3 separate regions of the Mus musculus genome follow, and regions 1 and 3 are each linked to region 2. A link is a contact called in public Hi-C and HiChIP or PLAC-seq data. All regions are on one chromosome and are shown on one strand. Each heading gives the region's core, a stretch centred on a gene start, on an enhancer-like site or on the middle of the called end of the contact. The rest is flanking DNA. Distances are from core to core; before and after follow the strand shown.

What was found. A called contact is a pair of places that touch in the nucleus more often than the background predicts. HiChIP or PLAC-seq counts read pairs in DNA pulled down with a chosen protein or histone mark.
Region 1: a contact with region 2 is called in a Hi-C map of liver, with 2.9 times the contacts expected there. The contact joins two enhancer-like sites. A contact is called at or near these places in 1 of 39 promoter capture datasets (the 3T3-L1 cell line), 8 of 484 Hi-C or Micro-C datasets (cranial neural crest, lens fibers, liver and 2 more) and 1 of 115 datasets of contacts at active chromatin or transcription factors (CD8 T cells).
Region 3: an H3K4me3 HiChIP or PLAC-seq map of embryonic basal ganglia shows a contact between it and region 2, with 2.8 times the contacts expected there. The contact joins two enhancer-like sites. A contact is called at or near these places in 7 of 39 promoter capture datasets (the C10 cell line, cranial neural crest, liver and 4 more), 1 of 15 datasets of contacts at CTCF or cohesin (CD8 T cells), 10 of 484 Hi-C or Micro-C datasets (B cells, cerebral cortex, cortical neurons and 6 more), 8 of 115 datasets of contacts at active chromatin or transcription factors (bone marrow-derived macrophages, embryonic basal ganglia, embryonic forebrain and 5 more) and 2 of 9 other capture datasets (adipose tissue and embryonic stem cells).

The regions. Positions count from the first base shown.
Region 1 is chr10:37,229,404-37,233,686 of GRCm38.p6, forward strand. No RefSeq gene overlaps it. Among named protein-coding and RNA genes, the nearest start is that of Gm26535, 88 kb to the right of the region's middle. Within about 2 kb of position 2,993, at least 167 of the 459 cell types and tissues checked have an H3K27ac peak or open chromatin away from gene starts, as enhancers often do. A contact at or near this core is called in liver and uterus, where this site is marked.
Region 2 is chr10:37,395,659-37,400,156 of GRCm38.p6, forward strand. No RefSeq gene overlaps it. Among named protein-coding and RNA genes, the nearest start is that of Gm31202, 34 kb to the left of the region's middle. Within about 2 kb of position 1,778, at least 136 of the 459 cell types and tissues checked have an H3K27ac peak or open chromatin away from gene starts, as enhancers often do. A contact at or near this core is called in embryonic basal ganglia, liver and uterus, where this site is marked.
Region 3 is chr10:37,150,894-37,154,832 of GRCm38.p6, forward strand. 5930403N24Rik (RIKEN cDNA 5930403N24 gene) reads left to right here. Exons shown (of 3, transcript NR_166104.1): 3 at 1-1,092. Among named protein-coding and RNA genes, the nearest start is that of 5930403N24Rik, 13 kb to the left of the region's middle. Within about 2 kb of position 1,473, at least 4 of the 459 cell types and tissues checked have an H3K27ac peak or open chromatin away from gene starts, as enhancers often do. A contact at or near this core is called in embryonic basal ganglia, where this site is marked.

The DNA.
Region 1 (4,283 bases), core at 1,743-4,242, 170 kb before region 2:
TGAGTCCTGGAATATTCTATGGTTGATTTCTGGCATTACTAAAGTTTTCTAATTTTCAAATATATATGTGTGTATAGTATATATTTATATATATATTACATTTGAATGTTATAAAAATAATCCACACGTACTGAATAAATATCAAATAGTCATACAAAAGTGGGACTTACTTATCATGAATTCATGTCTGATTTACCTTAAGGAATATTTCCTTCACCTGGCATGGTGATGTAGGCCTGTAATCCCAGCAGTTTGGGAGTCTAAAGCAGGAGGATGGAAAGTTTGAGGATAACTTGTATTACAAGATGAGTTCAAGGAGCTACCTGGGAAATTTAGTGAGACCCTGTCTCAAAAACAAACAAACAAACAAACAAACAATCAAACAACAAAAACAATTAAGAAATGAGGCCACAAATGTGGCTCAGTGTGTACAAGTGCTGGCTAGACAATGCACTTGTCAGAGGAACTAAGTTTGTCACTGGAATCCAGGATGGAAGGAGAGAATAAACCCTCAAAATTGTTCTCTAATCTCCACATGTGTACTTTGGACACACATATGCCAGTGTTCAATGCAGACATACTCATACACACATACATAGCCATAAACACACACACACACACACACAGACACACACACACAAAGCCATATATATACATACATACACACATACAAACATACACACACATAGCCATAAACACACATACAGAGCCATACACACACATACACACACATACACACACACACACACACACACACACACACACACACACATACATAAATTTGACATAGGGCCTCAACATATAGCTCAGGCTGGCCTTGAACTCACAGAGGGTAGCCTGCTTTGCTGCTTTGCCTCTAGAGACCTTCAAATATTCAAATATTAGGATTGATAATATGTGCCATTAGGCTTAGTAAATTGTCAGATATACGTGAAGAGGCCATTCAAAGTAAAATAATAAAATTACAAATGGAAAATTTTCATTTGCTCATCTTTCTCCCTCCTTTCTTAAGACAGGCAATCTCCTTTACAAAATACTCTCTTTATTACCACCCCCCTGAGATTAGCTCAGAAAACAAGTGGCTTTACTCTGGGTATAGAGCTGTGTGTGTCATATGTGTGAGTGTGTGTGAAGACTTCCTGTACTCTGTAACCTTCTGGTCCTACTTACTCTTTAGCCTTAGGCTTATTACCTCTCCCACCTTTTCCTGTTAGGAAGCACAAGGTAACTGTCTAAAACAGCTCAAAGGCTACTAAAGCCAGATAGTGATTTCACTCACCTAAAATCCTGGCCCTCAGGATGCTGAGCAGTAAGACTGAGAATTCACGTCTGGTCTGGATTGTGTATAGACAAGAATCAGAAGAGACCACTTGGCACAATTCTCAAAAACAATTGGAGAAGCTGGCTCCATCTGCACTTGGTAGGCATACATTATTTTATTAATTGCATGTTTGTGGAAGTGGCAAAAAGACACACTATGATTGTGGACATGTCTTTTTAATTTTTTAAAATTAAATTGTTTATTTATTTAGTGTGTGTGTGTGTGTGTGTGTGTCAGACTACAGCTTTGTGGAGTTTTTTTTTTTTTTTTTTTTTCCCCATTCATCTTTACACGGGATTGAACCCAAGGTAGTCAGCCTTGCAAAACAAGCCCCTTTATCTTTACCACTGAATCATCATCGTACCAGCCCTTCTTACCAGATTGTGGACATTTCTTAGACTTAGTCACAAAACTAGATTAGCAAAGTTTCCTAAATATCTTTCTAAGTAGTTATAAAAAATACCAGGCTCCCTCCCTTTGGGGGTTCCTTCTGAGGACCACTTGCTGAAGAAGAATGGGTGACAGAAGAGGTCAGTGTGTCTTGGGTGGTCTAGACTTTGTTCTGCAGTGAGTTAGTCTAGGCCGCATTCTAGCCAGTCATTTCCCCCATGTACCCAGATCGAACCAGTCTGACCCAACCCAGGCTCCCGCTCAGCTCTACAGAGTGCTCCACGCCTGGGGCAAAGTGAAGGCTTGGCAGCTATCAAAGTCTTCACAACTTAGAAGGAAACTAATAAGGGCGACCACACACCAAAGATGATTTTCTTTGTTTTGCTGTTTTTGTTTGTTTGCGTATTTGAGACAGAAACTCACTTTGTTTACACCCCAAGCACTGTGGTTACAAGTATGGACCAGCATACCTAGCTTGGATGGCATAGTTTAGACCTGTCAGAGCATGTCAAAAATAAAAATAATTAAAAAAAATGGAGTGACTTTGAGCTTATTGTACATATTAGTTTATTATAGTTTCAAAATTATTTAAAATTTTAAGAATTTTCTACAGTCAATGAAGGCCCTGTGCTAAGCAAACAGTTTTAAATTGCTGAATCCCTGTTACAGCATGTGGAAGAGAGCAACTTTGCTCTGAATACACTTTCGTAATAAAAATGTATTTAAGACTGAAGTTATTTCATCTTGTTTGACATTCATAATTAGTACATATTCAGTAATCTGTAGTTTTTAAATGCCTAGGTATGACTGGGGGAGGATGGGGGAGGGAGAACTGAGGAGGGGGGTTGTGGGCAGTCAGAGATTAGCATGGCAGGGTTGGCTCTTCCCTGCTGTAGAGCAAGGGCATCAGCAGTTTAGAAGGGGAAGTAGGCTTCAAACCAAACAGCTGACGCTGAAATCAGCTGGTGGCGGGCCTGGGCGGGGGAGGGGCGAGGGGGAGGAGGGGAGGGGGGAGCGCAGCCTGACTTCCTCTTCATTCTTGTTCTTTCTGCCTTTGTCCAGGGTTAGCAGCGCTTCGATTCCCTATTCTGTTACCCAGTTCCTGGGAAGACACCCTGCCCCCATCCCACCACCACCCCTTCCACTCTTCCTTCTGGGGCTTATCTGCTCTGGCCAGGCAGTTGCGTAGTGAAGATATGCAAACTGTGAAACACACAAAAGCACCTTAGAGACATCTAGAACATTTGCACTAAACACACGCAGGAGAATACAGCGCAACACATTACAGCCTCTTGGGCTCATTTTATTCTGCTGACTTGGAACCAACAGGGAAAACCCCTACCGTCCTTTGCAAGTCCTTTTGTTTTTTTAAACTTCCTCTCCAGACAGCAGAGCAAGGGTAACTAAAAAAAAATCCAATTCTTTACGATGTCTTTTAGTTATTTTGTTTAAATGTTTAACAACTTGTTCATGAAAAGTCTCACAAAAGTACAAGAAAGTCGGCTACATTGTTTAAATCTTATCTCACATTCCCTGCACGTCAGTCAAAATGGAATTACAGCACATTAAGATGGCTACTATCAAAACCATAAACAGAGCCAGAAGATTCCAAGTGTTGGAGAGGATGTGGAAAAAGCAAGATTTTGTTCACTGTCAAGGGATTGCCTATCAACAGTGGTGTGGTGGTTCTTCAAAGGCTAAAAAGGAGGTGGACATGGTAGGGCACGGTGAGACGTGCCTTTAATTCTAGCCCTGGAAAGGCAGAGGCAGAGTGATTACCAGTCCCACCTCTGACTTGAGTACATGCTCCCAATGAACTGGAAAATGGAAATTAAAACTATGCCATCCTTGAACTCACAGCAGACTTCTTCTCAGGCTCAACATGGGAATGTTCTGGAATTAAAGGCTTTAGAGATCATGCCTTTAAAGTCTGTGATTCACACTTCCAAAGAGATAGTAGTCTTAATGCAGGGAGTCCTGATATCTGCTGGGATGGTGATGGAAAGTTATAGTCATGATACTAAATGAGATCAGCTGGTCAGAGAAAGATCTCCTTACATGTGGATCCTAAAGCAGTCAAATGCATGAAGGCAGAGTGGAGTGGTGCTTGCTAGGGGCTGGAGGAGTTGTTCAATGGATCCGGATCCTCACATAAAAGGCCTAGGGCTGGGCATCTTGAGCTTGAGACCAACCTGGCTAAATAGGGAGACTGTCTCAAGACACAGTTGTTTAAGTAGAGAAGATGAAAATAGTTGAAATGGAATTTAAGGATGGAAGAATAGCAATGGAATAGTTCACACCAAATTTTGTGTTGTGCGTATTTTCCAATTAAAACTAATTTTAAAATGGCTAAGATGCCTTTGTGATAGCTCACTGGGTAAAGGTTCTTCCTGCCAAACCTGATGATGTAAACTCAAGGCCCAGGAGCCACATGAAAGGAGAGAATTAATTCCTGAAAATTGTTCTATTAGTCTATACATGTGCACACACTTACACATACACATTCTCTATCTCTCTCATACACACACACACACATACTCACACACATACACACATCATCATGAAAAGTTTT
Region 2 (4,498 bases), core at 528-3,027:
GTAGTCACATTCAAAGAAGAAACAAAGAAGGAGAGAAATTAGTTTCAGGGATCTTTATCTCTTGATCCCCTCTCTCCTCCTTTCTCTCTTATCTAGTGATGGGGATGAACTGGCGGGTGGGTGAAATAAAGGGCAGGAAAAAGAAGAACCCACAAAGTAGTAAAGACCAATTACAGTTTATACTGCAGTTCTGCTTTTTATGCCAGGATTAGAGAGAACAATATGTGTTCATCAATAGAGGGATGTAAACCATGAGACCTAGGTTCATTCAAGCCATAGTCTTCCAGGAGGCCCTCAATAAAAATCAAATATATCTTCTACCATGCTTGGATTCTGAATTGAGGAATGAGAAAAAGAAAGTTGCTAGGCATTGGTAGACCACACCTTTAATCTCAGCACTCTGAGAGGCAAAGACAGGTGGATCTTTGTGAGTTCAAGGCCAGCCTGGACTACAACTCAAGTTCCAGAATAGCCAGGACTGTTGCACAGAGAAACCCTATGTCAAAAACAAAACAAAACAAACAAACAAACAAAAACCTGCGACCACCACCACCAACCAAACAACCAATCCAAATCTCCAAAACAATGGACTGTCTAAATGTTACCTTCGTTACTGATGGCAGCACTCTGCAGGTGTTTTAGAGAGGAAAAGGGTTAAACTGGAAAATAGAAGGCAGCACATCAATGCTGTGCCCAGTATCCTGGTGGATTTCATACCTGAGCAGGGGGTAGTGGGTGTACTGTCACAGTCAGGGCCCCTGAGAAGGGACAGAGCAGAGTGTGCTTATCAAGAAGTCATACACTCTCTTAGAACCATAATGAAAGACACAGAGGAAAAAAGGCTCTTCAGAGGAAGGTAGTATCTGGTGTGAGATCAAAGTGTCATGTTAGTGAAAAAAATGAGAGAATACAATTTATAGTTTACTATCACATGCAAATCAAAAGCTACACACAGAGCACAATTGAATACTAGGAATTTTTTAAAAAAGATATACACTTAAGAGAATTCATAGGTGGTAGGTTTGAAAGAAAGAAATTACATGCATTGTAAGCTTAGTTGTGTCTATGGAGACGTAGTTTTATTTATTTGTTTAAATAAAAGAGACTTACGCAGATAAAGGGAAACAGGGTGATTTGAAGTGATGTCAGTGGACAACTCCTTTCCTTACTAAGAAAACACCAAGAATGTAGAAACTACAGCACAGCAGTGCTTTAATATATATGACCAGAAACATCAGACAACAAGAAAAAAGACCGCAACAATAGGGTCAAATTTCCAATATGGACAAGATATTTGGGGACTTTCTAATGCCTAGAATCTTTTGACATGGTTCGTTCTCTCTTTATAAAAATCAAAGTTTAACGCGTAGCTTTTGGTCGAGCTGGAGAAGCGAATGGAAATCACACTTATAACCTCGGTGTCCTTTGAACTTCGGGTTATACTTTTCTCTTCCAGGTCCACTTTTTATCTAGCTCTCCGCTCCCATTTCTCACTAGTGATTATGAGATGTTGTGTTAAGTCAGTTCCTTTCCCAGAACTAAAACAGGAAGACAACCGGCTTTTCTATCTGTGTGGAATAAATATCATAAAAGAAATCTAGCAAACTGCACCTCCTTTCGTGGAGCTGGGTTGGGGATCCAGCCAGGGCGGGGCGGGTTAGACATGGCTTAGGAAGGACATGGCTGAGCCCAAGGCTGTCGCGGGTCTGCTAAACTGCACAGAGTGCCACTTGCAAAGTCCCTCTCTGCCCCATGGCGACAGATGGTCTTTCTTCTGCCTGTGTGTGTGAAGGGGGTGGGGAGTGGTCATAACAATAAGCAGCAGTAGCCACTTGACAGCTTCTTGCTGCCAGGAATTTGCATGGGGGTGGGGGCGGGGCGCTTGCTGCCATCTGGAGAACTTCAGCTCACTGAGGAAGAACCGGTGTCTCCGCCTGTATGCGCCCTAGTGGGTGTTGGGATCTGGGATCTGGACTCCCGGGGAAAGCAGAGAGCAAGAAGCAAATCCCCAGTGAGGCTTCTGCTGCTCTGGGGAAGAGAGACTGGACCTGCACGCTGGGCTGGCTGGGCGGAGGTTATGCCCACAGGTCTGGCACTTCAGAATGATTCAGGTCAGCCACGGTGTCGCCTTTGGAACATGGGTTTGTTTACCCACCAGTAGTTGGTGGGGGACATGTGGACTGGAAAAGAGGAAACCCAAACCTGTACCCCTTTCCCATGACCTCCGGAGGAAAGTTCAGTGAGGCAAAAGGCTGACCATACACCCCAGGGACGCTTTTCTCAGACCACAGTGCTGTGCATTATAAACACATGTGCAACTCATTTAATTAAACACATAACAGCTGCTGAGATGTTTGTGCGTTTAAAAAGCAAAATGTATTTTCAGTGCATTTTAAAAAATAAGTTTTTTTATTCGAAATACCAATTGAAACCATGTGGTCTCCTTTTTACTAAAAAAATAAAAATTTCTCCAAAATATGTTCAGTGGATATTTAAGATTTACTGGGATAAAAAAGGCAGCTTTAACAAAATATTATTGTGTTGGGGAATGTATTCTATAGCTAAAAAGAATTAACATAAAAAAGAATTAATATTATCAGCCCATGGGTTGTAGTTAATAGATAATCCCAAAGCTTTATAAGCTCTCGAATCTTCCAGAATCTCCAGCACCAAAAACAAATAAAAAAAAAAATACAAAAACCAAAATAACAACAAAACAAACAAGCAAGCAAAATACAATAAAGTTCCACATGGGAGAATAAAAAGACATGATCGGATATGTGTTAATTATGGGCTAATGAAATAAATGAGAGTAAATCTCTGTTTTCTGTGCTGGGATTTTCAGGGTGGAAACCATAATATTTCTTTTATTACCCCAGCGGCTAACCCAATTCCACTACGAAGGAGGAGCCTGTTTTTCAGCCTGAGTAGTGACAATGAACACAGGTTAATACTGACAAACCTAACACTAAGCCCACAGAAGTACTTGCAAGTGGCATCTGGAATCTAAGAGGTAAACCATCATGGTGAGACCAGCAAGTTCTCAGTAGCTGCCACTTCTGGTCCTCATCCAGCTAACCTGAATGTATGTGTGCCCCAATCTCTGAAACAATAAATTCTCTGAGTTTAGGATACTAACAGGTGAGCTTTTGGGTCCCATAAAGATGGCAGACATGAGTCCAGAATTTTTAAGTATTCAATCAAGGCAGCTTTCTAACTCGCTGAAAGCTATGTCTACACAGTGTGCAAATGCTAAGGCACACGTGTTTATAGGTACACTGCATTATTTCAGAGAATGTGAACTCTTTGCTCTGTGGTGGCTCAAGTTTGAAATTTATACTTCTTTAAAAACTTTTTTTTGGGGGGGTCTATGAAGTCTTAGCTATCCTGGAACTTGTATGTTAACCAGGCTGACCTCAGACTCATAGAGATCTGCCTGTCTTGGAGTCTAGAAAGCGAAGATTAAAGGAATATGCCACCATAGCCCACAAATTGATACTTTTGAGCTGGGCCAGACTTAGTGGCACATCTTCAAATCCTAGTATTTTGGAGGCAGGCAGATCTCTGTGAGTTTTGAGTTTAAGGCCAGCCTGATTCACATAGTGAGCTATAAGCAAGTTAGGGTTACATAGAGAGACTTGTCTCAAACAAACAAACAAACAAATCTTTTAAATGCAATTGGCCTACATTTTTAGGTAGAGTTAATGACTTAATTTGGTATTGATGGGGCTTATAAAATAACTATGAACACCATTCTATCATAGTATTTCATGAACCATTCAAGTTTATGAGAATGAACAGACAGACAGAGGCACCTAGGGTGTGACATTTAAGACTCAATCTGGTACAAGAATGAATCAAACTGTAACTTTCCTCGAACCCCTTGAATTAGATGTTCTACAGAAGGCCAACCAAAGGCTTAAAAATCTAATTACGTTCTGAACCTAAATTTATTAGTTGAATGGTTACCATGGGGATCATTTTCACACCATATTGCTTCCCAAATGTACACACAGAATTAGGGTGCTAGTTAGCTAAGTATGTTATGAGCCTTCACTCTGCAAAGATCTTATGTGGCAAAAAGGGGCACCCATTTCTTTCCAGAAAAGAAAGAAAAGGTAATGTCTCAGTCCTGGCAACAGTTAATCCATGGGATAAAATAGTGTTTGAATATATTTCTTCCTCTAGGAAATATATTGACTCACTGTTCTTAAAAATTATTAGTTTGTTCTGTATAGTTTCATAAATTTTTAAAATAACTTTTCAGGTTTCTTCTTCCAGTATTTGAATTCCTCAAAGAAGCACAGATCTTTCTCCTATCACTCCCAACCCTTTCCAGTTTCATGATTGAACATTTTTACATTCAGTAGGGGAAAAAATGAACCTAATATTATAATGATTACATATCCCATGTTCTCATACACAGGTAATAAATACAGAAATCAAGGATAAGATGCTGTTAGTCACTTTTAAGTGCTTTCCCAGTTTGAAAGATTTT
Region 3 (3,939 bases), core at 223-2,722, 250 kb before region 2:
GAGTTAGCACCCACCAGAACCATGGCTTCCTCCTGCTGCATATTTACAACTTAAGACTGTTCCCCTATGAAGACTTCCCACTCAGACAAGCTAACCCCTCAGTGGTGGTTTGAATGAGAATGACCCCTGTACAATCATACAGTTGAATGCCCCCCCCCCCCACCCAGTTGGCGAATCTGTTTGGGAAGGATTAGGAGGTGTAGACTTGGAGGAGGTGTGTTACTGGAGGTGGTCTTTGAGGTTTAAGAAGCCCCCACCATTTCCAAGTAGAATCTCTCTCTGCCTAGTGCTTGTGAATCAGATATAAACTCTCAACTGCTTCTACAGTGCCTACCTGCCTGTTTTCATGTTTCCTGCCCTGATAGTCATGGACTCACCCTCTGAAACTGTAAGCAAATTCTCAATAAAATACCTTCTTCTATAAGTTGCCTTGGTCATGGTGTCTCCTCACAGCAATAGAGCAGTAACTAAGACACTCTTTTTCTTGTGCTATATAAAATAAACACTTGTTGTTTGGGGGTTGTATAGTAAGTGGCTTCCATCAAAGTGAGCACACCCCAGGTGATTCCAGCTTTTCTCTATGAGACTCTGTCATTTCTCGTGACATTTTCTTATGATATCTCATATTGCCCCAGCTAGCTTTCTGGGATGAAGCCATGCAGCTTATGGGCTGCTCTTGAGAGCACAGTTGTAGGAGAACCTGATGAATTCATGGAGTGTTATCTTTTTCATCCAGCAAGTCTACTGTTCTCATGAGAAAGGCGTTCTTCCTTGAACACCTCATCAGGGTCTTAGTCAGGGGAGTCAGCAGTGTGGTATTAATTGTAAACAACAGTTAGAGAAATTTGCATTTTTGAAAGTCCCATCCTTCTCACAGAAAATCCAGATGGGATGATGTGTTCTCTTCAGACCCCTCCCCCCTCGGGTTTTTTTTTTTTCCTGAGTGTTAATTAAAAATCTTGTTAACAACAATGTGTGAATAATGTGTTTACCGCTGAATTTCTTTGGGCAGTGGTTTGCTATGTATATGCAAATTTTATTTTTGCACGTTTGCTTTTCCTCCAATTTCGAATAAAATTGTTGAAAAGATAATTTATAATAATTACAATCCTCAGAGTTGTTATTATTCTCATCATCAAAGTCTTTGAAACCCATGAATGTAGCAGGGAGCAGAGCTATGGATGAAATAACAGTTTTGGAATCAAATAAACTATGCTTAGAGTCCAAGATTTGTGATTTTCTTACTTATAATATGAGGCTAGGTGACATCTTCCCTACATGCAGATGGGAGCGGTATTCTCTCTCAGAGCTTCGAGAGATTGATTTTAAGGATCTGTATATGGGAAATTCTCCTCTATGAAGTTTACATCATTAAAGGGCTGCAAATCAGACTCCAGCTGCAAGGTTGGAAGAGTTAGCATAGGAATACCAAGTCCCACCAGAACTGGAAGACTAGTGTGGCAAAAAGCTATCTTCCAGTAATTTCACAGCCTCTAAAACAATTTAAAAGTCATTTTACAAGATACATTCTGAAGCTTCACCAAGAAAGTCACTTTCTCTAGATGGCTCTTCTTCATTGCTCTGACCAAAAACCTGACTAAATGCAATTTTATGAAGGAAGTGTTTGTTTTGCTCATGGGTTTGTAAGTATAGCATCTTACAATGTAATCTTGAAATGATGGAACACATGGTGGAGTTCATGATGAAACTCCTTAGTGGACCAACAAATAAAACTCTCTGCTCACCTGGCTTTTTCTCTTTCCATTTTTATTCAGTTTGGACATACTAGACCACTGTATGGTGTCACATATACAGCTCATATACTAGCTAGTTTTGTCTCATCTTGACACAAACTAGAGTCAAGTTTGGGAAGAGGGAGCCTCAGTTGAGAACATTTCCCAGCCAGATTGACCCATGAACATGCCTGTGGTGCACTTTATTAATTAGGGGTCATCTTAGGCTTTCTATAGCTGTGACAGAACATTATGACCAAAAAGCAAGTAGGAGAGAAAGGGGCTTGTTTGGCTTACACTTCCATATTGCTATTCATTATTGAAGGAATTTGGAAAAGGAAGTCAAGCAGGACAGGATCTTGAAGGCAGGAGCTGATGCTGAAGCCTTGGAGGGGTTCCTCCTGGCTTGCTTTCCCTTTTTTGCTCAGCATGCTTTCTTATGGAAGTCAGCTGGGCCCTCCCCCATCATTCTGTGGTTGAGAAAATGCTTTACAGTTGAATCTCATGGAGGCAGTCCCTCAACTGAGGCTACTCTCTAATGACTCTAGCTTGCATCAAGTTGAAACAAAACCAGCTAGTAGAGTGATTGATATCGACAGCCCAGTCTATTGTGAATGGTACTGCCCCTGGACAGGTGGTCCTAGGTTGTATAAGAAAGCAGGTTGAGCAAGCCTTGGGGAGTATGCCTGTCAGCAGGACTCCTCCATGGCTTCTGTTTCATTCCTGCTTCCAGGTTCCTGTACTTAGCTCCTGCCCTGACCTCTTTCATGATGGACTCTAAGTTGAGAAGTGAAATAAACCTTTTCATCCCAAAGTTGTTTTTTTTTTTTTTTTTTTTTTTTTTTTTTTTTGGTCATGGTATTCATCACAGCAATTGAAACTAAGACAGGGTGGGTCTTCACCACTCTATAATGGGTTGGTCTGGTGCTGCTAAATACTGTATCCCAAGACCTGGGTGCTCTAAGACAAGCAGATCCTCATGTAAACCATCTTTGATTATGCAAACCTTGCCTCTCAATTTGTCCCTGATTAGTTAGTAAAGATGTCTACAGCCTATAGCTGGGCAGAAGAGAAGTAGGCAGGGCTTGGGACTCTGCAGCTTGGGGGTCTTGGGCAGAGACACAAAGAGGAGAAGGAAAAGGAAGAAGACGCCATGGTGTAGGTGGATCATGATCACATGGCCATGAGGGACAGGCTGTTAGAATAGAAGAGGCCCAATAGGAACACACCAAGTGATATCTTGGAGTTATATATAGGAAAATAGACAAAATAGCATAAAGGGTTGATAACCACCTGACTCTATGCTTTTAGGCTTATTATTAATCTAAAAGTTTTCTGTCTTTTATTTGGGAACTATATGATCGATGTGGGGTAAAATAATAACTCCCAGAATAATATTTACAACCACATCACACAGTTAAACCTCTCTGGAAACACACAGAAATGCTAGAAGTGATTTCTACTCCAGCCAAATTGACAACTAAGATTAATCATCATGCCAGCTGTGATGGCTGATCCTGGTGTCCATCATGCCAGCTGTGATGATTACTCCTGGTTGTCCACTTGACTACATCTGGAATGAACTACAATCCAGATGGAGGGCACACTTGTGACCCAGATTCTTGTCAGAAGTCACAGGCTTCTGACCCGGATCTTGACATGGGACGATACAAACTTTTGATCCAGATCTTGAGGCATAGTGAGCATGAAAAGCTTAGGTCCAGGCAAGGTAGAACATGTCTTTGATCTCAGGAGACAAGGCAAACTGATCTCTGATTTCAAGGCCAGTCTGGAACAGAGCAAGGTCCAAATCCAAGCATGGTGGTACACACCTTTAAAATGGGCCATACCTTCTGTTGGAGGCCTACATAAGGATAATGGAAGGAGGAAAGCTATCTCTCCTTTGCTTGTTTGCACTTACTTACAAGCACATCTGTTGGAGCCTACTTCTTCAGGATTCTAATTTATACAGAAAGCCAATGAAAACATCTAACCACATGGGTCTGAGCAACTACTAAATTCTTGGACTTCCTATTAACAGCTGGCCAATGTTAGGTTAGTTGGATTGCAGACTGTAAGTCATTCCAATAATTACCCTTAATATATAGAGACATTCCATAAGTTCTGTGACTCTAGACAAGCCTGACTAATACGCCAGCTTTGCCTGTCAGGCTCAAGAAACTTAGAATTTAAAGAAAATCAGACA